Regions from separate parts of the Mus musculus genome. Here all the other regions are linked to region 4. A link is a contact called in public promoter capture Hi-C data. All regions are on one chromosome and are shown on one strand. The core of a region is the stretch at or near the end of the contact, and the rest is flanking DNA. Distances in the headings are between cores, read along the strand shown. Region 1 holds the start of Nfyb (nuclear transcription factor-Y beta). Region 2 holds the start of Hcfc2 (host cell factor C2). Region 3 holds the start of Tdg (thymine DNA glycosylase). Region 4 holds the start of Cry1 (cryptochrome 1 (photolyase-like)).

What was found. Capture Hi-C pulls out chosen DNA fragments and counts their contacts.
Region 1: a promoter capture Hi-C map of liver shows a contact between it and region 4, with 3 times the contacts expected there. The contact joins the promoter of Nfyb here to the promoter of Cry1 in region 4. A contact is called at or near these places in 2 of 39 promoter capture datasets (liver and pre-B cells), 1 of 115 datasets of contacts at active chromatin or transcription factors (thymic regulatory T cells) and 2 of 9 other capture datasets (adipose tissue and liver).
Region 2: a promoter capture Hi-C map of adipose tissue shows a contact between it and region 4, with 4 times the contacts expected there. The contact joins the promoter of Hcfc2 here to the promoter of Cry1 in region 4. A contact is called at or near these places in 2 of 39 promoter capture datasets (liver and pre-B cells) and 2 of 9 other capture datasets (adipose tissue and liver).
Region 3: a contact with region 4 is called in a promoter capture Hi-C map of adipose tissue, with 5 times the contacts expected there. The contact joins the promoter of Tdg here to the promoter of Cry1 in region 4. A contact is called at or near these places in 1 of 39 promoter capture datasets (liver), 1 of 484 Hi-C or Micro-C datasets (uterus), 1 of 115 datasets of contacts at active chromatin or transcription factors (astrocytes) and 2 of 9 other capture datasets (adipose tissue and liver).

The regions. Positions count from the first base shown.
Region 1 is chr10:82,762,846-82,769,612 of GRCm38.p6, reverse strand. Nfyb (nuclear transcription factor-Y beta) reads left to right here and starts at 5,472. Exons shown (of 8, transcript NM_010914.2): 1 at 5,472-5,609. It also overlaps a transcript of Hcfc2 not described here.
Region 2 is chr10:82,696,922-82,704,017 of GRCm38.p6, reverse strand. It overlaps Hcfc2 (host cell factor C2), which reads right to left and starts at 4,904. Exons shown (of 14, transcript NM_001368720.1): 1 at 4,712-4,904; 2 at 2,951-3,099; 3 at 1,415-1,575. The coding sequence starts at 4,874.
Region 3 is chr10:82,625,027-82,631,582 of GRCm38.p6, reverse strand. Tdg (thymine DNA glycosylase) reads right to left here and starts at 1,745. Exons shown (of 10, transcript NM_172552.4): 1 at 1,545-1,745. The coding sequence starts at 1,567.
Region 4 is chr10:85,181,834-85,188,298 of GRCm38.p6, reverse strand. Cry1 (cryptochrome 1 (photolyase-like)) reads left to right here and starts at 3,245. Exons shown (of 13, transcript NM_007771.3): 1 at 3,245-3,985. The coding sequence starts at 3,828.

The DNA of each region.
Region 1 (6,767 bases), core at 4,223-6,722, 2.4 Mb after region 4:
GACTCAGTAAGAAGAGCAGGTAAATGAGGAGCAGGTGAGTGGGTGGACGAGAGCCATTATCACGAGCAAGCATGTGGTGAAGAGATGGGAGAGAAAGAGAAGTGGAACAGTTTGTGCGCTATGAAGAGAGGTAGCTGGAGACACCGCTGTGATGAGGATGAGAGCCTGACATGAGGAGCCTGCTCTGGCACCAGAGGCCATGGTAATGTTGGCCTGTGCTGCCTCTGTGGACCATGTCTGGGTCTGTGGTCCTGCCACAGCAGGGGTCCTTGTGGATGGCCATGGCCCATGTTATCACCAAAGGCCATAAGGACACCCTAGGTCTGGGATGCCTCCTGGGGCCGTGTTGAATGGATGAGCTGGCCCCGCCCCTCAGCCACTAAGGCAGTGGCCAGCTGTGCAGTCGTGTGCGTGTGGGAGAGCTGGCCATTCCACTTGCTGGTTAATGCAAGGAAGCCAGCTGGTCCCACCTCTCGCCTGGGCAAATCAGAACAGCTGATGCTGATGGCATGGACTCGGGAGAGCGGGCAGCCAGACCCACTCAGCTATGATCCAGGGCTCTGAGTTGGCCCACCCCAACACCTACTCCACCTATCAACTGCTGGAGTGCATGAAGGGGCGGGTCCTTCAGAACCCAACCTGCAGGATCTCAATGACAAAGGGCAACAGCGGGATATCCAGGAGGAGTCAGTTCCACTGAGGACCCAATGTTGATGGTGTAGCAAAAGCCCTGAACCAGACCAAGGACTCATTGCGATGAACATTTGCAAATAAAGATGTTTGGGCAAACCGGTGTACTGTGGGACACACTACAGGTGCCACACGAGATTTTTATTTTTAATTACTTTTTTATTTTCTTTTTGAGAATAGGTGGCAAGGGCAGAGGGCGGGTATGAAGGGACAGAGAGACAGTGTGACTGGGGTGCGTGATGTGAAATTCACAAAGACTCAATCACAAGTTTAAAAAAAAAAGAAAAAAAAAGCTGGCCAGGCGTGGTGGCACACGCCTTTAATCCCAGCACTCAGGAGGCAGAGGCAGACAGATTTCTGAGTTCGAGGCCAGCCTGGTCTACAAAGTGAGTTCCAGGACAGCCAGGGCTATACCAAAAACAAACAAACAAACAAATAAACAAACCCCCCCCCCCAAAAAAAAAAAAAACTGAAGGAAAGAAAAGGTTCGTGGCCAACGTGGCAGTTCATCTGGCAAAGGCAGTTTGGCACCTGAGTTTGAACCTTGGAATCCACATGGTGGAAGGAGGGAACCAACTCCTGAAAGTTGACCTCTGACCTCTGCATACATGCTACGGTGATGGAACATACACACATATAAACGAACAAGTGTGAAGACAATGGTTTAACTTGGTGTTGTGCACACCTGTGATCCTAACACTTAGGAAGACAGGGCTGGGCACCTCCAGTTTGAGGCCAACCTAGCTACAAACCGAGCTCCTGTCTAAGTACCTACCTACCTACATACCTACATACATACTGCTTACCACCACTTTTAGTTGGTAGCACGATCTTTTGGTTTGTATCATACTATCCAGCCATTTCAAACTGTTAGGTAGATGGTGTTCATTGCTTACTGCTCGGTGACCAGTCATCCCCCAAACAAACACTATCTCAGCGTCTCTGGGGAAATAACTTGCAAGCGGCTGTGGCTCTGGGTCTATTAGCCAGGCCATAGCCTAAGCTATCAGTGGGGCTGTGCTTTGCCTAAGGCTCACCCAGGCGGCTCTTTTCCAGTCTTATTCTCCAGGGCTGTAGCTTTCTGCTTCTTGCTGAAGTTTCTCCGCAGCTCAGGGAGGGAGATGGGGAGATAAAACTGCTTTCAGGAAAGGGAAGAGGTGAAACTTATTGATTGTAATTTGGAGCTTAAGGGTCCCCCAAAATGCACCTGTTAAAGGCTTGACCTCAGGTAATATTATTGGGGAGATGAAAGCTTTGAGAGGCAGGGTTCCTTTTAGCATGTTTTTTTTTTTTTTTTTTTTTTAAAGATATTGTTGTGTTGTTGATTCGGTAGGGAGAGGGAGGCGTCAAAGGCTGTCCTCAAACTTTTAGAAACCCTCCTGCTTTGGTTTCTTGGGTATTGAAATTATAGGCAAGCGCTACCATGCTCCAGAACTGGGGGGTAGTTTAGAGAGAGGAACAGGAAAATTTGATTTTTGGAGACAGAGGATTCAGAAGTGAAAAGGGGCAGCTTAGGATCTTGAGGTAAGAGCTGTGTGTGTGTGTGTGTGTGTGTCTACGTCAAGGCCAGAGGTTTCAGAGGGTGGTGAGGTGGGCTAAGGGAATGGTATATCTGTGACAAGAGAGAGAAGCAGAAGTCATATCTTCCTGGTCTTCATCACAAAGAAGGGACTAAGAAGAGGGACTAGGGTAGACTTGGGTTTAGAAATGGAGAACATGCTATGATAGAATAGACACTGCGTAGTGGGTGTTCCTGGTTGTCAGCTTGACTATATCTGGAATGAACTACAATCCAGAATTGGAGGGGTCACCTGTGATCCAGATCTTGAGGCTGGAAGACACCACAAGCTTCTGACATGGATCTTGGCATAGGGACCTTGAGACATAGTGACCGTGAAAAGCTTTGGCCCAGGCAAGGTAGTATACGCCTTTAATCGGGAGACTAAGGCAAGGAGATCTTTGAGTTCAAGGTCAGCCTGAGACAAAGCAAGTTCCAGATCCAGGTGTGGTAGTATACACTTAACCTGGGCCACACCTCCTGCTGGAGGCCTATATCAGAACACTTTTGGAAGAAGTAAGACTCACTCTTCTTTACCTGCTTGCACTTACTGGCCAGCACATCTGTCGGAACCTACTTCTTTAGGACCCACTTCCAGCTTCTATTGCAGACCAGCTGAAACAACCAGCCTTGTGGGACTGAGCAACTGCTAGATTCTTGGCCATCCCATCCACAGCTGTCCGTCGTTGGGTTAGTTGGACCATAGGCTATAAGTCATCACAATAATTTCCCTTAATATAAAGAAACTAAGTTCTGCAACTCTAGAGAACCCTGACTAATACACAGTGATGGCTATTCTTGGTTGTCACCTTGACTACATCTGGATTTAACTGAAACCCAAGCATCTGGTTATACCTTTGAGGGACTTTTCTTGATCTTTTGAGGTGGGACAATACACTTTACATCTGAACCATATTTCCTGATAGCCTATATAAAAGACATGGAAGAAGGAAGGGCTTGCCTTGCTACCACTGGCAAGTCCATCCCCTCACTGGTTTGAGACTCCAGCATCTACTGAAGACCAGCAGAGGCATCCAGCCTCATGGACTGGACAACTACTGGATTCTTGTTTTTAACCAATGTTGGACTAGCCTATAAGCTACTCTCATAAATCCCATAAATATATATGGTACTTGTCTGTCTGTCTGTTTATCCATCTATCTTTTGAGTTTTGTTCCTCAAAAGAACCCAACTAATACAAATACTAGTGGCGTATGCTCAGTTCCTCAGAAGGCACGGTCAAGGTCAGGGTCAGGGGGAGGGTCAGGGTAAGGGGGAAGGTCAGGGGCAGGGATAGATCTTGAGTTTAAGCCCAACTTGGACTATATAGTGAAACAGTTCAAAAAAAACCAAACAAACTGACCAAACAAAAATTTTAGAATATTAACCTTTTTAGGTCTTTATATGTATAAATTGCAATGAGCCATAGTAGTTAATATTATTTCTGTTATAAAGAAACTGGAGAGATGGCTCAGCGGTTAAAAGCACTGAATGCTCTTCCAGAGGTCCTGAGTTCAATTTCCAGCAACCACATGGTGGCTTATGACCATCTGTAATGGGATCTGATGCCCTCTTCTGGTGTGTCTGGAGACAGTGACAGTGCACTCATATACATAAAATAGATAAATCTTTAATTTTTTTTAAAAGGAAATAACAGAGTGGTAAATCTGGCTAGTAAGAAGGGGTCCTGGGCCCACAGGTGGTGGTGGTTCACTCCTTTAGTCCCAGCATTGGGGAGGCAGAGGTAGGCAGAACTGTGAGTTTGAGGCTAGCCTGGTCTACAGAGTGAAATCCAGGACAGCCAGGGCTACACAGAGACATCCTGCCTTGGAACAAACAAACAAACAAACAAACAAACAAAACCAAAACAAGAGAAGAAGGGAGAGGAAGAGGAGGGTGTCCTAGAATTTGGTAGATTCAGGTGGTGGTGCTCCTAACTCCTCTTGAAATAACCGAGAAAGACTCATTTGTTCTTGCTTCCTTATTTACCTGAGAAATATTTATTTATTCTAGACACAGCGGGATATCAATAAATAACATATTTCAATCTTTCTGTATACTTTATGCACATACTTATATGGAATATACACCCAAACACCTTTTTTTCTTTTTTTGAGATACAGTCCGATTATGTAGCCCAGGCTGGACGTGAACACACACACTAGGGAGCCCAAGATGGTCTGGAATTTCCAATCTTCCTGTTTGTGTCTCCCCAGTCATGGGTTTAAAAGGCATAAGCCACAACACCAGGGCCTTCTATAATTATTACTACTACAGTTTCTGTTTCTTCAGACAGGGTTTCTCTGTGTAGCCTTGGTGTACTGGAACTCACTCTGTAGACCAGGCTGGCCTTGAGATTTGCCTCCCTTGTCTTGGAATTAAAGGCGTGCACCTGCCTGACCCAGCCATACTATTATTTCTAAAGACAGGGTCTTAATGTATCTCTGGCTGACCTAGAACTTTCAGTCTTGCTTACTTATCCTTGTTAAGTCCTAGGACAATAATTTTCCATCTATCTGGGTGCAGGTATCCTGCAGTACTTTGCAGTGGCTGGCCATGCAGGACATTTTGGATCACCACCACAAGGGAGAATGGTAGCCAAGGGACATTTGATCCAGATTTCAGTGAGGCCGACAGGGAAGGCCTTAAATGCACAGAGGCCATGAGTTTTTGCAGCCCAGTGTTATCTGGTTGGGAAATGAGCACTTTAGGTAGTAAGCCAACTTGGTAGGGCAGACCTAACACCAGAACACAGCACCAGGGTACAGGGTGGAAGTCGGCTGGGACAGCCTACCTGTTAAACTTGGAGGAAGGGGATGGTGTGCTAAAATGAAAAACTAACATCTTTGTTCACTGTGACTTGAGAGGGAACGCTGTGTGCCTGAGGTGGCTTGGAGGGATACCTAGAAAACATTAGGTGCCTAAAGCATTCTGGAAAGTAGCTCAGGTGTAGATCCCCTCCGGGGCTGAACTCAGGCGGGCGAGACGCTGGTTAGTGGGGAAGGAGGAGCTGGAAGGAGAAAGAAGCCAGAGCAAGCCTTTCCGCGTGGAGCTCTGGATGAGAACGCCGGCCTCTCGGACGCCCTGAAGAGCGAACATCCAGAGCCCGCCCGCGCGCTTTTACGGACCGCGCGCCTTGCTCAGAGGCTCCGGGGCGGGGCCGGGGGCGGACCGGGGCGTGGCCTCGGGCGCGGGCGTCGCGGAGGGAGGGTGTCACGTAGAGGGAAGCGGCCCGCGGCGGAGGGAGGGGAGGCCGAGTCCTGGAAGTGGAGCTCCGCGCTGGGACTGGTTCCTTCGCAGCCATTTTCTGTCCAACCAAACAGCCGATTGGAGACGGGAGCCAACCAGGGCTGCATTGGAGGTTTGTGTCTCGCTTCGGCCAATGATCGCTCCTAAACCGACTCCACTTTAGCTCGAATGAAATGTCCGTCTCCTCCCGGCGCCGTCCCCGCCGCCAACGCCGCGGCGGTCGGGGGCACTCGCAGTCCGCAGTCTTCGGGCGGGCCGGGCCTCCGGGCGAGGCCGCTGTGCTTCGGGCCGGGCCGGGCCGGGCCGGGCGCGGGGCGGCGGGCGCTTTGTGCGCGGGGCCGCGAGCCGCGGTCGGGCTGGGCCGGGCGGCTGCGGGGCTCTCGCGGCGGCAGCCCCGGGCCGGCTCCATTTTGTCCGGGGAGCCGGCGGGCGGGGAACGCTGCGCCCCGGAGCGGCCGCTTTGTCTCCCGCATCCCGCCGGCGGCGGGCGTTGGGCACGGGCGGCGGGGGGATGCGCTCCGCGGGGCCGCCCGGGCACCTGCGAGCCGAGGCGGCGGGTCCCTGCGAGGAACGAGCGGCCTGGCGGGCCCCCGGCCCGCTCCGCGCCTACAGCATGCAGCCATCTGGCGCCTGGCTCGCCCCGGACTTGCCCCGAAGGTGGGAAGGGAGCCTTGGAGGTTGCACGGAGGTTTCAGTCACCCGTGCTGGGGGGGCGGGAGGGTCTGCGAGAACAAAGAATTTACGGAGCACCCGCAGATCCTTTCATGCCTAAAGTCTAGAAGAGGGCTGTTTGATGTAGACAAGGTTAGGTAGCAGACGACCTTTAAAAAAAATGGCATCCCGCTAATCTTCACAGACCCTAGTTTTTGTAGATGGTGCCACAAATCACCCGAGTGGCTTCAGCTCTCAGTAAGGAAACTAATCGGTAACAGAAAGTGATGGCTCAACTGGTCAGTAGTAGTGGCATTAATAAATAGGAGCTTTATGGATGAGATACTGAGAGTTTAACCAGAATTCCTTTAAAGGCAAATGATTCCTCCTCTGCACTGCTCTTTGTAGCTTAATTTAAGGATTCTATCGATGCAAAGCTGTGGTTGTCGATGCCAAAGAAAGGAGGTTGGAGGAAGGGAATCTGCTTTTCTTGGATACAGATTTGCATTTCTTCAAACACCAAGCAGATGTATGCATTCCCTTGAGCTATTACACAGATTATAACCTGCCCTGAAGAAAATGCTTTCCATATGAAGAGAGATATTCTTAATGGATTAAG
Region 2 (7,096 bases), core at 3,655-6,154, 2.5 Mb after region 4:
TGTTTAAAGCAAAGACCTAGAAAAAAACTTATAACACACAGTTGGGGAGTGGTGGTGATCTCCTTTAATCCCAGAACTTGAGAGGCAGAGACAGGTGAATCCCCTGTGAGTTAGAAGCCAGCCTGGCCTACAGAGTAAGTTCCAGGACAGCCAGGGCTATAAAGGCCAAACAGAGAAACCCTGTCTCAAAAAAAGAGCAACCAAACAAGCAAAAACCAGAAATAAATATTTGTAACATATGAAAGAAAATGTTTTCTTATTTAAAGAATGCTTATAGAGTCCAAAAGAAAAATTTTAATACTTGAAAATGATTAAAAAGAAATTATTTGGGGCTGGTAAGATGGCTCAGCGGTTAAGAGCAATGACTGCTCTTCTGAAAGTCCGGAGTTCAAATCCCAGCAACCACATGGTGGCTCACAAAAATTCGTAATGAGATCCAACACCCTCTTCTGGTGCGTCTGAAGACAGCTACAGTGTACCTACTTATAATAATAAATAAATCTTTAAAAAAAAAAGAAATGATTTCATCTAGGTTTCAACTGTGTCAATATACACAGTTGAATATATGCTATATTCTAGCAATGAATATACAAACATGAAATTAAGAAATCAAACCCATTTATAATGCCATCCAAACAATTCTTGGAATTCAGCTAGGTTTGAAAAATAAAAAGTTTGGCTGGGTGTAGTGGCACATGCCTTTAATCCCAGCAGGAGGACCTGTATGTTCTCATCTACAGAAGTCCAGGACAGCCAGGACTCGGTTACACAGAGAAACCCTGTCTGGAAAAACCTAATAAGTAAATAAAGTGGTGGTGGCACATGCCTTTAATCCCAGCACCTGGGAAGTAGAGGCAGAAGGATCTCTGAGTTCTAGGCCAGCCTGGTTTACACAGGAAAAAAACAAAAGAGCATGTTTAAAAAAAAAAGTAATAGAAAGTTAAACAAATAGAAAAAGTAAAATAAAAATAAAAAGCAAGTACAAAGGAAAAGTCCTTATCTTGGAAAAAGAAGGGCAGTGTTTCCAGGTGTAACACAGCCTAACTGAATATATGAAATATGACAACAATGGCTTTCATTTAATAACTATATTTTATACCAACTTTTCAGATAAAACCAATTTTAAAATAACCATGTTATTGTTTTGGTATAACCCACTTAATGTGAGTTATAGCTCAAGACATACAAAGATAATTGGCATAAACAATTATACAAGTATCAATTTAATAAGATTATTTATGACTAGTAAATGTTTGAAAACTATTCCCTAGGGACTACAAAAACATAAACACATAAAAAAAACATGTTTATTGTTAGTTTCAAATATAAAATCTAAAATTAAGCCTTACAGTAACTAAAGATAAAATATTTTAACCTAAATATAAAATAAGACTTGGTCTACAAGAGAGCGTACCTGGGGACATTATTATTTGAATCTTCACTTTCATTTGCCAAACCACCAAACAAATAGCATTTGTTACCATATAAAGAGAAGCTATGTCCAAGCCGCGGACAAGGAGGGAAACCAGAAGGAGGGGGCTGGGGTTTCACTTTTTTCCATAACCAACGACTTGCCTAAAAAAGAACATATTCATATAAAAGCAGGAAACATTTCTATTTCTATACTTTCAACAGTGAAACACCATACGAATACATCTGAATCTCACCGGAAGATCCAATAAGCTCCTCTGGGGACAAATGACAAAAAAGTATCTAACTAGTGATTTATATGTTGAAACAAGGTCTCACTATGCAGCCCTTGCTGTCCTGGAACTCACTGTGTAGACCAGGCCGCCAACTTAAGAGCTCTGCCTGTCTCTGCCTCCCAAGTGCTAGAATTAAAGGCATGCATCAGACTCAAGAGAAGTGGCTACCTTCTGAGAGTAAAATGTATATCCGAGTAAGGCTGGCTATGGTAATCCCAGACTTTGTAAGGCAAGAGGATCAGGAGTTGAAAGCTAACCTTAGCTACTGAGTGAATTTAAAGGCAGCCTGGACTATGTGAGATTTGTCTCACAAAGCTGTAAGTATATATGTAGGTATATGTGTGTATATGTATGTGTTAATAGACATTCAGACTAATCTTCTATAAGCTAATACTAATAATAATAAGTAGTAGTAAGTACTATCACTTCTAATTTTTTCCAAGCGAAAAGAATTTAAGTATTTGTATGTAGAACTTTAAGAATAGAAGCAATTCATAAAAACTTGCTTTTAGATATTAGATAAACCATGAATGCTAAATAACCTTTAAGTAAACAAAACTCATTTAACAAAACCAAACTCCAAAATGTATTCTTTTAGCCATGAGAATCTTCTCTATTTTCAATTATATGAAATGGTTGCTTGCTTGGAAATAAGTACAACCCATTCACATATGTCAAGTGGTAGATACTCTCATGATCATGGATGGTCCTTGGAACACAGCGAGATTAGTCAATGAGGACTGACTGGTTTAACAAGCAAGTCAAACCTAGAAAGCCCAGGTGAAACTGTCCCCTCTCTCTGCATGACTACAGAGGAGGATAGTTCCTACTGTTAAAGGAAACCATTCCTTTCATACCGAGACACTGCAAGCACAGTCTCGGTGGTAGAAACGCCAACATCCAGGCTCCACCACAGACAATACTGATTTCAAACACCTAGGGGCAGACTCCAGCAATCTGCTGTCATCAGTTGGGAGGTGCTTGTGTTGTAGACTAAAGGACAACTGTGTCAAAGAGCTGCTGAAGGCTAGATACCCTTATGCTATAAATGTCATACCACACCTATGACAAGACAGCAGATATTTTGACTTGTTAGTAGAAGTGGAAACATTTTCTTTGAAGCTATAAAATGCAGAGCATCTGTTTCTGTCACTGTACTAATAAAATACTTGTCATCCCTTTAAAAACTATGACAATTTCATTAGCTCTTCACACTGAAAACAATAAATGTAAGATATACTTACTTGTAACTCATATAACTCATTGCTGTATCTTCCATATTCAACCATTCCCCCAAACACTAGGATTCTAGTCCCATCACAGACAAATCCATGGGCTGCACAGCCTGGAGGGATGTCTCCTCTAACAGCTGGTAGGAACCACTGGTTTGTAACTAGTTGAAAAATAAAATAAAATAAATTATAACAAGTTACCACACTCCATGAGTGATAAATATATTAGTCAAAGGATCTATACATATAATCAAAGAATATGTGTATATATACTTACATAATAATACATACATACATACATTCATGCATGCATATCCATCCTTTATTCCAACAGTTCTCAATTGGGGACTATTTTGCTCCCCCAAGAATACTGATTTTACAATGTCTAAAATCATATATAGTTGTCACAACTGGGATGGAGGTGTAACTACCAACCCATGGCTCGAGCCTGAGGATGCCAGCACGCATCTTACAACATACAAGGTAGTAGCCACAGCCAAAAATCACCAGTCCCAAAATGTAATAATGCTGCTGTTGAAAACCCAGATCTGGGGCAGGCACTGGTGGCACATGCCTTTAGTCCGAGTAAAGCACTTGGGAGGCCGAGGGGCTCATTGATCTCTGTGAGTTCGAGGCCCGTCTGGACTACAGAGCTAGTCTTAGGACAGCCAGGGCTACACAGAGAAACCTGTATTGAAAAAGGAAAAGAAAACCTGTTCTGCATCATTGTACTCTTAAAAAAAAATCCTGGTGTCACCCCCCATTAAAGAAGTGGAAAACCTGTGATTTAGAAAGACGTGGTAACTTTAATGCTGATTTAGAACAATTGCCAAAGCAAGATTCAAAACAGACCCAATTTCTTCTAAGCCCAGGGTATTTACACTATACCAAATCAAACATCTTCAAAACTTTTTCTGTTGGAGTACTGAGGAGAGTCAAAACTAACAAAATTTCTCCTACCGTTTTTAGCTTTTAGAGGACTACTGTGATCAAGTTGTTTCATCAAAGTTGTAGGTTGTGAACTAAAACGACACCAAATTCAGTATCTAGCCTTAACTAGTTTCCTATGATTGCTAGACTACTTGTAAGTGGAGAAAATATACTTTCAACCAGCACGGAGGTCAAGACCTGCCCCCTTAACAAGTGACACTTCGAGCTGTGCAGCGGTGCCTTAGCTATGACAGCCCCTTGGCGAGGACCAGCCCGGAAGGGCAGAGCACATACACTACAGACATCGGCTAATCAGAGACCAGTCCGCGTTCACCCACAACTCTCTCCGCCGCGAGTTTAGAGAACTGTCTTGCGGGCTTCCGCCCGGTACTAACTGTACCTACGCTGAAGAGGCAGCCAGGAGAACCTCCCCGCCCCTCAACTCTCTAGGTTCTAAGAAGGGGGCTGGGGGAAGGCAAAGACCACCGAGGCCCGCCTTGGGGTGGGTTTTGTTCTTGACACTGGCGGGATCTCCACCCCTTAAGTGACCGGCCCTAGGGTGGAGGCCCAGCCGTGGAACCCGCCGTCTCGGGTCCACGGGGAGGGATGGGCCGGGGTGTCTCGATGTCTACCGGTGGAGTCACGTCCAGCCCGCGGAACCGCGAGCACCGAGCCGCCTTCCAACACGTTGCGAGCTCGGGCTGCCGACCCAGCCGATCTTCCCCCGCCGCCTGCCCGGCTGGGGTAGCGGCGACCCGGCGGTGACAGCTGTCAGGCCCGCGTCCGCCGCTCCTCCCCTCCCCCTCCGCGGTCCCGAGGCGGGGTCGCCGAGCCGCCGCCTACCGGTATTGTAGACGTGCAGCTCGTCCGCGATGCCCTCGTTGCCCCCGCCGAAGATGATCATCAGCTCCCGGATGGCCACGGCTCGGTGTCCGTGCCGGGCGCGAGGCACCGGTCCGGTAAAGGAGGAAACCCGCCTCCAGTTGAGGAGGCTGGGAGCCGCCATCTTCCCAACCCCCGCCCCTCGGCCCACAATGCCCCGCGCGCCACGGGCTCCACGGCTCGTGGGGAGGACGAGCGCCGCCTCCAGCTGTGCGCGGGAGGCCCGGCACGTGACCCGCGGGCCCCGCCCCCCCAGCCCGTGGCGACGTGGCCCTCGGGGCTCCGCCAAGATGGAGCCCCTCCCGCCAACCCTGCCAACCCTCCTCTCTGTGGCTTTCAGTGGGGTGTTCGGGGAGGAGGTTACAGCTTTGTCCTTTAGGTCCACTTGGAGCATCTTCTGTGTAGGAGCGTCACGCCCTGGAAACTGTTATCACAGGCACTGGAGAAGAGCTGCCTGCCGTGTAGGTCCCAAGTGATGAGAGCACAGGGAGCGCCTAAGGCAAATCTGTCATCTCAAAGGAGGGTCTCCCAGACTGCAGGACAAGGACAGTGGACACGGTGGCTAAGTGCAGGGCCTGAGCACGGCTCAGATTTGGAGGTGACAAGCCTACACAGCAAAAGATAACCCCAAAGGTGATTTTCGGTTCATTTAGGTGTATTAGTTGTCTTGTTGCTGTGAAAAAATCCCCTGACAAAAACCTTTGAAGGACAGAAGGGTTTGTTTCCCCTCACTGAGAAGCCCATCATAATGAAGAGGCTTGGCTGGAAGTGGCTGGTGGAATTTCATCTGCAGAGAGCCACGGATGCTGGAACCGGGCTGCCTTATTATTTAGTCCAGGATGGCATCCCAGTTTATTTCTACCTTAATTTATTTCAACCTTACATCTATTCCCACCTTAATTAATCTGATCTAGATAACCTCATAGGCCTGCCCACGGGCTTGTCTCCTAAGTAAGTTTAGATAGTATCAAATCAGCAATATCGACCATCACAGCAGGTCATTATTTTCATGCGGAGGCTTCTTTTTATAGTGTTGTTAATATTCTTAGACAAAAAGACTAAGGGGGAAACCCTTAAAAGTTGCAAACTCAGTGTTAATTTGGAAAGAGTCTATTTTGTAGGCCTGCTATATCAAAGTGCCACAAGCCTTGTGCCTTGAAAGAGTTGAATGGCACTCAGGAGTAAGAGTTTGAGGCCAGCCTGGCCTACATGGTGAATAAACAGCCAGGGCTAAATGGAGAGACCCTGTATCAAAAAAACAAAAACAAAAACAAAAACAAAAACAAAACTGGGTTTGATTTCCAGCACCTACATAGCTGCTTACAATGGTCTGGAACCCTCTGTTCTGGGGGATCTACACCCTCTTCTGGCCACCACAGGTACCAGGTGGGTCTGTAGTTCATAGACATACCTGCTGGCAACGCACCTGTACTCATCAAAGAAAATCTTAAAAAAGAATAAACACATTAGAATTGTCTCACAGTTGGAGAGAAAGTCTGAACAGAACACCAATGTAGGTAACACGTGAAGGAAAGGTTGGACAGGGTAGAGAAGGAGGGTGAGCTGTACCCCTAAGAAACCAGCATTTAAAAGGTTATAACAGAAGGCAAAAGGGAACTGGGGACTTGTTCTATGGGTTTGGCTTTGAAAACCACTTCCACCTTTATGAACCTCCCTTTGCCTGTGGCTTCTTCTAAATATCAGTCCTCGCCAAGTTCCCTTTTGACCTCTTAGCTATTAGTGTTCCATTTCCTTTAGAAGCCACACAGAGTTCATGTAGGAGGAGGAAGTGTTGGATTTGCAAATTAGGAGGTTGCTATTGGCCTAGAGTTAAACACTTTAAGTGGAGGAGGAGAGGCTAGAGAGAGCCAAAGAATGAGTGGGGGAGGAGATGCAGAGAGCATAGTCTATTGTTCTTTGGAGTTGTTGCCATGGAAGCAAGAACCTGTGCCATTCTCAGGCTACACCTCGCACATAGTTGTCATTCAGTAAAATAATTTCTATAATCTTTATATATTACTACTGCTTCCAATCCTATTCCTTAGCTACAGGGCATTGAAGAGCCAGTTGTAGAGCAAGACACCAGTGCCCAAGTGTGGCAGACCTCTGAGAGCTATGGGCAAGGTCTCGGTTGAGGACTCTGGGGAAGACTAGCGGATGAGCTCAATAACAGATGGTCTAATCAGGCACTGTTCTCAAGATGAGAGAGGCAGACGTCTATTTACAGATCAGAGGGCTCTGGCCATGGTTCTTAGCTAAAGCTGTAGCGGGGGCCATGGAGAAAAGCAAGGTGGGGCTCTAGGCCATGTGGGAATCTAACCGTGCTACCAGACCAGTGATTTAGAC
Region 3 (6,556 bases), core at 496-2,995, 2.6 Mb after region 4:
AGCTCTAGTGCTTTTAAGCCTATTATAAAAATCGAAAGAACTTTGTGTCTTATATTTGGGAACTAAATGATCTGAGGTGAGGTAGAAACCCCCAAATGATATTTACTGCAACACACACAGCTCCAGGGAGCTGGCAGTGTGGACCGTGAAGGAACACCACATACACATCTGCTGCTGACAGCGCTACACGGAGAATGCACACTTACCCGTGCGTTAGCTCCTACATGCAGAGTGCAGGAAGACTTTAGGACTAGTCAGAATTTCCAGTTCCTGCTGGGCCTGGGAGGAAAGGCCCATAACCCCAGCCATCTGAGAGGCTGAGGCATGAGGCTCATGAATTTAAGGTCCACCGGAGCTACAGAGTGAAGCCAAGGGTAGCCAAGGCAACACAGCAAGACCTTTCAAAATAACGAGTAAGAAGATGGCTGAGGGACATGACTCAGTGGTAAGCTTGCTTAGCACACTGGAGGCTCTGGGCTCAATCCCCAACCACACACTCCCAAATAATAATAAAAATCTGGGTTCATTTTTAAATCATTTCAGTAGTATGACATCAAGGTCTTACACACACACACTATTTAGTCTTGGGTTAGAGAGAGAGAGAGACAGACCACACACACGTACACACACATGTAATATTGTGCCTCTTTTTGTTAATGATTCACTATTGCATCCATTCAGCATGTATTTATGTAGACTCCAGTTCAACCTATCAGTTCTACAAACCCCTCTGAAAGTTGGGCCGGCATATTTCCCACTTTCACCAGCAGGTCCCTGGCACCCTGTAGTTGGTAAAGGCTTTAAGATAGGTCTACCTGTCCTGTGAGTAGAGGCCCTTCTGCAGTGTCCCTTGGATCTTTGAGTGGTAAACCAGACTTTCATTTCAACTCCCATGGACTGCCATCAGCCCCCGTCAATCTGCTCAAAGATGTACCATAATACAGCCGTCGAGTGGGAAGGCGGGCTGAAGACAGAATCTCTTGCCTAAGTTCAATGTCCATTTGCCACTTAGAGGCAAGCTAATTCTTCGCCAGGCAGGGCTAATACCTAAATCTCCATTCCTTTTACCTGCGAAGACCTTGCCATTTTGTTTTTCTTAGCTTTCTGCGAAGAGTCTAAATCCCCAAACCTATACTTTGTCAGGCCCGCCCTGACATCCCCATTACCACTAAGGGACAATTTTAAAGACCATCCCAGAATGAAAGACATCTACAGATTGACTTCTTAGCGTGTTATACACACTCCACAGCAATAGTATCTATCCCGCGAGGATGAGAAGGACCCCGCAGCAACCGCGGCCACAGGGTACCCGCTTCGCCTTTACAGTCCACGGTGACGGAGGGTGAAGAACCGCGCGGGCGGAGGCTGCGGCCGGGCACACACCACCTTTTAAAGCTCGCGGGTACGGGAGGCAGAGGACGTGCGCGGACCTGGGAGGGGGGGGGGACGTGTGGGGAGCGGGGAGGTCCCCACTGCGCACGCGCAAGCCGGCCTTTGTGCGGGCCGCGGCCCTGACCGACCCCAGCCGCGAGCGCCCGCGTTACCTGCGCGCGGCCTCTGCGTCCATGGCGGCGCCGCCGAGGGTACGGCCACTCCTGCCGAGCCCACGGGCGCCCGCTCTGCCGCTCAGCGCGCGGACTCACCACAGGATCGGGGCGGCCGGTGGATGGACGGCGCTGGCCTCGGCCCCTCCCACGCTGCTACATCACCGCGGCGAGTCCCCAGCGCACTTCCGTCCCCCTCCGAGGAGGCCGGCGGCCTCGCCATCACGTGATGCTGGCCAGGCCAATGGCGTGTCCTTTTCGGGGCGCCCCGACCGCCGCTTAGCCTTTCGGGAAACGTGGATCTCGGCGAGGATGGGGAGCGCCCGGCTGACGTCAGCTTTTGTGGGCTCTAAGTTTCCTTGAAGGTGTGGGTTAAGGGTGATGGCCTTTAGGATGTATTATGCGTGGTGGCAAATTCATGTCTTTTCACCTCAAATTTTGTGCGGATTAAAAGCTACCTGACTTGGGGCTCACAGAGCCTGAGCTACCAACCAGGGAGCTTTCAGGAGCTGGACCTAGACCCCTCTACACGTTTGTAGCAAATGTGAAGCTTGGTGTCCGTGTGAGTCCCCTACAAGTGGAACAGGGGCTGTCTAGGTCTCTGTTCCTTGCCAGTGGACCCAGCGCGGACTGGGGGAAGAGGACTGCGTGTTTCCTCAGTGGGAAAGGATGTGCCTACACTTGCTGAGATTAGATGTACCAGAGTCTTACCCAAGTGGGGCTTCCTCTTCTCTGAGAAGAGAAGGGGGCAGGATTTGTAAGCGTGGGACTGGGTGGGGGTGGGGCTGTGAACGGGACGTAAAGTTAATTAAATTAAAATGAAAACAACCACCCCCTCCCCCGCAACTATGTGTCTTGGCTGGGCGACCCAGCATTTGCATAGACAGTGGCAGGCAGAACTAAGTTCGAGGCTGGCCTGGTTTATAGAGCGAGTTTCAGGACAGGCAATACTACACAGAGAAACTCCGTCGTGAAAAACTAAAATGATAATTATAATAATGATAAATAAATATTGTGCCTTACACAAAACAACATTCTTTCTTTTCAATTGTCTTTCTTGTCAATTCCTGTGATGAGGAGTAGGGCTGATTGGAACTGGAAAACCTAAGATTGGAAGCCACCAATGTTTGGGCCTCAGTTTACTAATCTGTAAGGGGAAGCTCTTGGTAGATTACAAAGATTTCCATAAACAGTTGTCTACGTTGGAGATGGACAAACACTCGCCTAGATGCTAGATGCATCTCTGCTTTAGAACCTTAGACAGCAATCTCACCTCGATTTCTCGGAGGTTCTTTTGGTTTTTGAGATAATTACAAAACTGTGTACCCCTGACTTGGCTTAGAGCTTTGCAGCTGTAGTCCAGGCTGGCCTCAACCTGAGGCAAGTCTCCTGTTCACTCTCTTGCATACTGACTGGGATTACAGGGCATGTATCACCATACTTGACTTTCGGAGGTTCTAAGAGTTTGTTTGTTTTTTTTTTTTAGATTTATTTATTTATTTATTTATTTATGTGAGTACACTGTAGCTGTCTTCAGACACTCCAGAAGAGAGCAGTCAGATCTCATTACAGATGGTTGTGAGCCACTATGTGGTTGCTGGGATTTGAACTCAGGACCTTTGAAAGAGCAGTCAGTGTTCTTAACCGCTGAGCCATCTCTCCAGCCCCAAGAGTTTTCATTTAATTTCTTTTCAATGTCTGCTGTGGGTGTTTGGCCAGAGAGTTGTCTAACGGCGTCTAGCCCTCTCCGTGAATCCCAGAGTGATGACACCTAGGCTTTGAGGTAGCCTCTTGTCAGCGATTGTTATCTGAGATTTGAGGGGGTTGTTCCTTCAAAGGGTTTTACAGTATCAGTCCTTAGACGTACCTGGCAGACCAGGTAGTCTCCTGTGTCTGAGAATCTTGGGCAATGGCTCCTTCATAACCCCTAGATCATAGAAGAGGTTTGGGTATGCAGAAGTTAACTTGCTAAAAGTGCCTTTTATGTAACAATAAACAACACTTCTAGGGGGCTGGTGAGATGGCTCAGCAGTGTTTGGGAGTCCTGTGGAAAAGTGAGGGATAGAAGTGAGCAAGGACACCACAAGAAGACCTACAGAGTCAACTAACCTGGGCCCATGGGGGCTCACAGAGACTGAACCACCCACCAAAGAGCGTGCAGGGCTTGACCTACGCTTCCTACACATTTGTAGCAGATTGAAGCCTGGTCTTTATGTGAGCCCCCACCTGTTCTTGGATCCCCTTCCTCTAGCTGGACTGCCTGGTTGGGCTCAGTGAGAGAGGCTATGATTAGTCCTTCTATGACTTGATGTCCCAAGATGGGGTGGTAGCACTCACTTTGGGTATCACCTAAGTGAATGTTGTCAAGTGACTGTACTATGAGGAGAAGGGAGGGAGTAATGGGAGGGACTTGTGAGGGGAGGTTGACTGGGATGTAAAGCAAATAAATAAATAAATAATGGGGGCACTTCCAGGAAACTTGCCACCATTCAGTCCTTGAGAGGCTGATCACTCATCCCACCATGTCTCTCTTCCATTGTCCCGAGGAATCCAGAACACTGACATCTTCGAGTGTTAGGCTTCCCTGTTTCTTTAGGTTACGTGGCAGAAAATGGTGAGAAGCCCGACTGAATTAGATTGCCTGGTTTGTTTCACAAGAGGCGTTGGTTAAATTACAATGATCTCTCCCTTCTGTGATGTGAGCTCAGAGATGGCCAGGGCTTTGTGCTCCATATGTATATATTTTTAATCCTAGGATATTTTAAAGGGAAGCATATCGGCAGCTGGAGTGATGGCTCAGCTGTTAAGAACACCAGCTACTCTTCCAGAGGACCTGGCTTCGATTCCCATATGGTGACTCACAACTAACTGTCTCTAACTCCAGTCCTGAGGGGTATGACATCCTTGTCTTATTTCCTGGGGCACTAGACCTGAAAGCAGGGGCACAATAACCTGCAAGCAAAGCCACATAGATGCATAAAGTAAAATACATATAAAACAGTGAAAACTCTACTTAGAAAAGAAACAACTTTGGGGTTGGAGAAATGGCTCAGCTTGTAAGAGTAGGTGGGACTCTTGCAGAGGACTAGAAGGACGTTGAGTTGAGACAGCATTCACTTAGGCAGCTCACAGCCATCACTAGCTCCAAACTAATGGATTCCATGGGCACCTGTGCTCACACACATGGACCCACACATCCCCATATGTATGTAATTCAAAACTTTTATTTTCCAAAAGGGCTGGGCTATGGTGGCACACACTTTTAGTCACACTGATAAGTTTTTTTCTCCACTGGTGAACTGAGCCAATTCAAACCAGATTAAAATGCATATAACTTCTGGTTTATTGGGAAGCTGCTCTCCTGGTAAGTTTACTGCTCCCAAGGAAGGAGGCAGGGGAAGTCGCCATGGGGAAGGAGAGAGGAGGGGGGAAGAGAAAGAGAGAAAGTGTGTTCGCATGAGAGAAGGAAAAGGAGGAGGAAGAAGAAGAAGAAGAGAAGAAACCAAAATGTCTGGGTTATGTAGCAAAGAGCCTCTGTGGGAAGGGCCGCCCAGCCCCTGGGCTGGAAAGTTCAGGGCAGGGATTCGAGATAGGGCCTGAGGGATGCAGGAGGTCCCGGAGGCCAGGTCTGCTCTGGTATGTAAGATATGCACCTCAGCTGTTTGTTCCTAGGGTCTGAGGCCAGCCTGGACCACATAGACTGAGGTGGTTTGAATAAGCATGATCCCTATAGAGACGGACCATGTATTTGAATGTTTGGCTCATAAGGAGTGGCACTATTAGGAAGTATGACCTTGGTGGAGTAGTAGGTGTGGCCTTGTTGGAGAAAGCGTATTACTGTGGGGTAGGCTTTGAGGTCTTCCATGCTCAAGCTATGCTCAGTGTGGTATAACAGGCTCTTGGTGCCTGTGGATCAAGGTGTAGAACTCTCAGCTTCTTCTCTGGCAGCATGCAAGAAGAAGAAGCTACCTCCCGACTCTGATGAACCTCTGAAACTAGGCCATTCCCAGTTAAATGTTTTCCCTTATAAGAAAACATTTAGTGTCTCTTCAGAACAATACAAACCCTAACTAAGATAGAGAGACCTTGTCTCATAAAAGGGTGGGGAGGGGTAATAAATTTGGAATTTATTTAAATTTTTAAGTGTCTCGTTATACTACTAAGGAAAAGATAAAGCATAGATTGGAAAGAGACATTTGCAGTGTATCTGATAAAAGGCTTGTATCCAAAATAAAGAACAGTTTACAGTTTAAAAAAAAAAACCAAACAGGTCGATTGAGCTGGAGAGTGTGTTTAACACACATGCTTTTCTTGCAAAGGACTGGAGTTCAGTTCCCAGCATCCACATGGTGGTTCACACCACCTGTAACTCCAGTTCCAGAGTGTTCAACACCCTCTTCCGACCTCTGAGTGCACAGGCATGCACATGGTACATACATGTAGGCAAAACATTCAAATGCATGACATTAAAGAGATCTTAAAAAATGGGCAAGAGATTTGAACAGATACTCCACCAAAGGATACAAGTATACAGAAGTCTATGAGCCAGAGCAGTGGATGGTGGTATATTCTTATAAGCCCAGCAGTTGAGAGGATGAGGCAGGAGGATCACTGCAAGCTCAAGTCCAGTTTGAACTATTATGATGCATTTTAATTTGTATTTTGTATGTATGTGTCTGTTTGGGTGTACATGTACCTGTGTAGATAAGTGTGGAAGTCAGAGGCTGACATTAAATAACTTCTCAGTTACTCTGCATCTTATTCTTATTTACTTACTGTCTTAGGGTTTCTATAGCTGTGAAGAGACACTGTGACCGAAGCAACTCTTATAAGAAAACATTGGGGCTGGCTTATAGTTTCAGAGGTTTAGTCTGTCATCATGGCAGAAAGCACTGGGACACACAGGAGTTATGCATGGTGCTGGAGAGGTAGCTCAGAGTTCTATGTCTGATTGGCAGGCAGCAGGAAGGGAGTGAGACACAGCCTGGCTGGAACATCTAAGACCTCAAAGC
Region 4 (6,465 bases), core at 1,996-4,495:
ATCTTCATTGAATGAACAACCACATAAGCAGAAGCCAACACTACACAGATCAATTTTCTCTTCCTACCATCTCATCTGGATGCTTGAAAACAGTTTTTACATCTTTAGACACAGTCTGCTTCCTTTCAAACTGCTGAAAACAAGAGACTGTATCTTAAAAAAAAAAAAAAAAAAACAAACAAAAATAGAGTCCTGGAATACAACACAATCCAAGTGGAGACACAGCTCCATTCCCAGGCCTCCTGCACAGGTGCTGAGAGACTCAGAAGGTCCCGGGAGTGAGCACAGAATAATTGTGCCTCTCTACAACAAGGGACTACGTGCTAAGTCTCTATGGTTTTCCTGCACATACTTTCAAATCTTTCTGAAGAAACTGAGAGAAAAGGGGAAGCTCCTACTCCAGCGGCCAAAGCGGAGATAGAGAGGACCATTCAGACAATGGCTCCCTACATTACTGAAGCTAGTTTCCTTCTGTCATTTGTTAGAGCTGCTATAATAAAGTGCTGCTTATTGGGCAGCAGGGATTGATTGTGTCAGTTCTAGAGGCCAGAAGTCCAGGCAGGCCTCCAGAGAGCCATGTTGGCACTAAGGAAAAGTCTGTCCCAGGTTTCTGCTGGTGTCTGCTAGTCCCTTGCTTTGTGGCTCGCTATAATTTCAATCTTCACGCATGTCTGTCTTCATGCCCAAACTTACCTTTTATTGGAGGGTACTTGTCACATTGGATTAGGGAACAGCTTAATAATTACCTCATCTTAAATTGATTATCTTTAAAGATCTTGTTTCCAAATGTGACCTTTTTCACAAGTAAAGGGGCGTTGTAAGAATTTGAAGGAGACACTGTAACTATCATTGTACTTTCCTCCTTTTAACTTTGCCAGACATACGGGTGCCCCACAACTCTTCCTTCATTTGATCCTTCATCTATTGATCAATGAACACTCACTCAGTTACACATGTGAAGATCTATACTGAGTATTGATGGCACACAAAAATAAAGTTGGACGCAGAGACCTTGTCCTTGAGAAGTTTCACTTCGAAGGGACACAGAGACTTTTTTATATAGTGGTAAGTATTGGTATTTATGAAGCAATATAGTTAGGTATTTTTTTTAAAAAAAAAACTTCTTTTCTTAAGATTTATTTATTTATTTATTTATTTATTTATTTTATGCTTATGAGTACAGTCACTATCTTCAGACACACCAGAAGAGGGTGTCAGTTCTTATTACAGATGGTAGTGAGCCACCATGTGGTTGCTGGAAATTGAACTCGGGACCTCTAGAAGTACAGTCAGTGTTCTTAACCGCTGAGCCATCTCTCCAGCCCATAGATGGGTATTATAAGAAGTTTTTATTAGTCTTTGTAACAAAGCCACAAGTGATGTATCACACATGTGCTTGGAGGGCCCCAGGAGGCAGGAGACGCTATATTTGTACTAGAGGTAAAGAATATTTTCAAAAATTAGGGAGCCTTTTATTTGGGTCTGAAGCTACAGTATGAGGAGACATACTTTAGTAGTTCAAAGGTTAATGTAGATCCCAAAGAGCATTCCTCTATCAGAGGAAAACCCAGCACATATAAAGAATAAGAAACAGATAATAAACTCCACTAGGGGGCTGGGGTTTTGTGGTTAGGTTTGCATGTCATCTCTTTGGAACACACCTGCTTCATTCAATAAGCGGCTGCTATTCTGGCCCTGGATGCACCGGCCTAGGACACCAGGTGTTCCTGAAGCTGAGGCAAGGGGTATCCAAAGCTCACTTTGAGGCTTTCCTGAGCTGCAAAGTGAGTTAAGGGCAGCCTAGATGCTTAATGATATACTGTCTCCATAAATAAATACATAAATAACCCTGGATGAATATATGCACATAGGTGATGCTAGGACTCAGGGATAAGAGCAAAACCAAGAGCCATCTTCAGTTACACAGCAGGTTCAAGGTAAGCCAGGGCTCCGCGAGACCCCGTCTCAACAAAAAGGGCATTGTATGTCTAAGGCATGGCCTGTAGGTTATGGCTAGGAAGTCTGGTAAAGATGCACATGTGGCCCTGTGTTCTCATTAGACTTCAATTGCTTTGATAAAACATCATGAGCAAAAGCAACTTGGCCAGGAAGGAAGGGGTTTGTTGCCGTTTACAGTTAATAATCCATCGTGGGGAGAAGTCAGGGCAGAAATTCAAAGCAGAAACCTGGAGATAGAGGGCTGAAGCAGAAGCCATGGAGGAAAGCCGTTTTGGTTCCCTGTGGCTTCCTCAGCCTGCTTCCATATACAACCCGCCTAGGGCTACCAGCCTAATGGTGGCGCCACACACACTGGTCGGGTCCTTCCACATCACTCATTAATCAAGAAAGTGCCCAGACTTCCCTACAGGCAACCTGATGGAAGTCTTTACTACAATTAAGGTTCCTCTTCCCATTTAACTTCAGTTGAAGAAAAAAAAAAAAAAAAAAAAAAAAAGCAAAGCAAAAAGCCCAAAAACCTAATCAAAATACCTTCTAAACTACACTTCATGTAATAGATTAGAGTTGATAAATTGACGATGTATCTACAGTATTATGAAATGCTGAATATCTGAGATCGGACCTGTCTTCTCCAGAGCTTGGGCAAAGGTGCCCGCCCCAAACAGTAAAAAAGGCTAACGGCGTGATTTCTGCTCCTTTCAGAGCAGGGGACTCCGATTAACACCTGATTGAAGCTGGGTGAGAGGCAGGACTGTGCCTCGGTTGCCTCTCACCCAGCCCAGCAATAACTCTCAGGGCACACGGAACTGGCTTCAGACCTTCCACACAACCCATAGGAAGAGCCCTGGGCGCGCTCCCGCGTCCTAGCCTCTTCTCTTCCACCGCGAGAGCGCAGCGCACGCGCGCCGTGCCCGGCAGAGCGCGCGCCCGCGAGCTCCCCGCAGCCCCGTGCTCATCCGGGTCCCCGCGAGCCTCGGCCAATGGAGGCGGCTCCCGGCCCCGGGAGCAGAACTATGCCTCCTCCCCCTTCTCGCGGCCTGTGGCCCCCGCGAGCGGCCTGGGGCTCAGGAGACCCGCAGAGGCTGCGAGTCCGGATCCCACGCGAGAACTCAGGTCGTGAGCGCCCAGCGATCGCAACCGGTCCCGAAGCACCGGGCGCGGCGGCGCACGCGGGGGTCTGAGCCAGTGTAGTAAACACACTTCAGAAACGTGAGGTGCCGGTGGTCACGTGGGGTGCATGCCGCCCAATGAGAAGCCGGGGGCGGGGCGGAGGCCGCTGACGCGGCGGAGTCACCCGGGCAGCCTCGGGACCGGTGACCGGCAGGCGAGCGTCCCGCGGCCTGGAGCTCTAGCCCGCGCTCTCCGAGCTCGCTGCCCACTCCGGGACGCACAGGCCGCGTCGCGCGGAGGCCGCGTGAGCTCGTGTCCGTTCGTGGAGGCCGCCTCGGGCGCGCCACCGTCTCCTCGCGGGTCGCCTCGGTTGGGCGAGGTTTCCGTGACGAGCCTCCCGGGGCTGCTGCGACCAGCTCGGGCCGTCGTGGCGGCTCGGGCCCCGCGCGCTCGCTTGCGCTCCGGGGGTCTCAGGCCCTGGAAGGTATGCGTGTCCTCCGGACGCTGGGCGCGGGCTCCTGAAGGACGTCGCGCGTGGATCCCGGCGCCTCGGCAGCCTCCATTCATCTGCCAGCTGCGCGCTCGCCACCTCCGCGCCCCGCCTCGGCGTCGCCTCCTCCCGTCCCCTCTCTGCAGCCCTTTCCCCACTCCTCGGGTGAGGAGGTTTTCTTGGAAGCGCAGGTGTCGGTTATGAGCCCGGCTTCCCTCCCTTGAAGCTCTCGGTAGAGGAAGTCGGGGTGACCCGCCGCGCCCCGAGCATGGGGGTGAACGCCGTGCACTGGTTCCGAAAGGGACTCCGGCTCCACGACAACCCCGCCCTGAAGGAGTGCATCCAGGGCGCCGACACCATCCGCTGCGTCTATATCCTCGACCCCTGGTTCGCCGGCTCTTCCAACGTGGGCATCAACAGGTGGCGGTGAGTCCGAAGCGCTTGGGAAATCAATCGATCGCGGTGTGCGCGAGTCGGGTGTCGATGCGTTAGTGTCAGATCTGAGATTTGGTTTTAGTCCAGGGACCGAATTGCCTACATCGTTAAAGAATTGTAGATGTGGTCAATATTAAATAGTACAGACTTAGTAGTAGAGATTATTGACGACCCTGAAACACTTTAGCTTTTACCGGTAAGTTATGTGTCTGTGTTGATGGGAACGCCTTCCCTGATTTGCGAGAAATAACTAGGAGGAGAATTAAACACTCCCAGATCATAATGGCCTTGATATCTTAGGCCTCCGAAAGGGTTGTAATCTTTAATGTTGACGTGTGTGTCTAGGTAACTCATAGTGTGGAGAAAAACCATTCATTTATTATAGCGGGCTCCGGATCCAGCTTTCTTCCCCCTTGAGGTTAGAGGAGGAAAAGCAAGGGAAAGAATTAGCTGGTTTCCCAACTCTCTCTCTCAACTCCTCCTTGTGGTTGACAAGACAAAGCACAGTTTTTCTTTCGAGGCAAAGTATAATCCTTCTAGGGAATTGCGACTGGAAGAAATCCTCCGGACATTTTGTGAGCTGTGCCTGGGAAAACAGGATAGACGATTGTGTGGCGGAATGAAACGAAAGCATTAGTTCAGCAGATAATATTGATAGCTTATGTGCCAGCCGTGTCTTTGGATATGAGGGATAGAGCTGTGAACGAGAAGTCTGCCCTCTTCAGGCATATGTCCAAGAAAAAAATACGTATGTAGTCCTTTTGGAGATGAGACGTGTTGCAAAGAAAAGACGAGGTAAACAGGAATAGGGATGGGGACACAATTTAAAACAATGTTAATTAGCTGGGGATGTAGCTCACTGGAAGTTACCACAGCTAGGATGTGTGGAGAAAGTGGTCGCCGATTTGAAGACATGGGATGCAGCTGTCTAAGGGAAGAACATTCCAGGGAAAGGTCCTGAGGTGAGAATGGGTTTGATCTTTGGAAGGAACAGCCAGCCAGAATGACGAGCAAAACCTCTGGGGGAAAGTACTAGGTGATGAAGTTATAGTTGTAACGGGGGCCAGATTCTAGAGCTTTATGCGCCGTCACTAAGGTCTGTGACTTTACCCCAGGAGAGTGGAAATGACTGCAGTACAAGGGTATTAGCAGAGAAGTGATGTCATCTAACGTAAGTTAGAAAAAAAACCTTCTTTGGTTGGGATTCTGAGAACGTGACTGATCGGGCATTGAAGCTGGATAAGAAGTGTGGACACCGCTTAGGAGACGTTCATTTCCGGGTGCAAGCTTGGAGAATGGCTTGTGTGGATGTGCCGGCAAGTTGGTTGTGGGGTTGAGCGGAACAAAAAGAGCTGTATTATCACAGTCAACAGGTGAAAACAGCCCTCGTGCCAACCGGCTGATTAATGGGCCTCCTGTTGTGTGTATCCATGCACCAGTTACTTGCTTGGCCATGAAGGAATGAGATACTGATAAATGCCATGAAATGTGTAGGTGAACCATGAGAGCATGTTAGCTGAAAGAAGCTGTCATAAAACTTCATACTTGATGATTGTGCTTATATGAACTATCCACAATGGGCAAGTACACAGGGATGGAGAGCAGGTTAGTGGTGACTTAGTCCTGGGGAGTCAGGAGGGTATCTCAGTGGGCACAGAGGTGATTAAAACTTACTGGAAGGTTTTTGTCAGAAAACCTCCATGAATAGCTATTAAACTGTGAGGGGTTTTGTTGTTATTGTTTGGTTGTTTTTTGGTTTGTTTTGTTTTTTTTTTGTTGTTGTTGTTGATGTTGTTGTTGTTTTTTTTCTTTTTTTTTGAGACAGGGTTTCTCTGTATAGCCCCGGCTGTCCTGGAACTCACTCTGTAGACCAGGCTGGCCTCAAACTCAGAAATCCACCTGCCTCTGCCTCCCGAGTGCCGGGATTAAAGGTGTGCGCCACCACTGCCCTGCTAACTGTGAGCTTTCAGAAGTCTACTTATCTCTTCGAAACTCAGCCCAGATGTCACTTTTCCCTGTGGTACCTTCATTACCCAGTGTAGGATGATACAGAGACTTCTGAGCTCTGAAACCACTTGCTCATCATTGCGTCTTAGACCTTCTTAGGAAGCTTTTGTAAATGAATATTTGGTGTCATTACTTGGTTTGGCTGCTGTAACAGAACACCTTAGATTGAGTAATTTACAAATAAAAGACATATTTCTCTCAGTACTAGAGGCTGAGAAGTTTGCGATCAAAGCACTGGTACATCTGATCTCTAGTAAGGGCATTTCACTTCGTAGATACATGCTCTATGTGCTCTTAGATTGTGGAAGAACTGAAAAGATTCTCACAGGTCTGACCTTGGGAATAATCACACTGGTGAGGGTAGAACTCTCCTAACTTGATTGTCCCATGATAACATCACTTTGGAGATTAGGTTTTATCGTAAGAATTCTGGGAATGGAAATCAACATTCAGACCACAGCAGG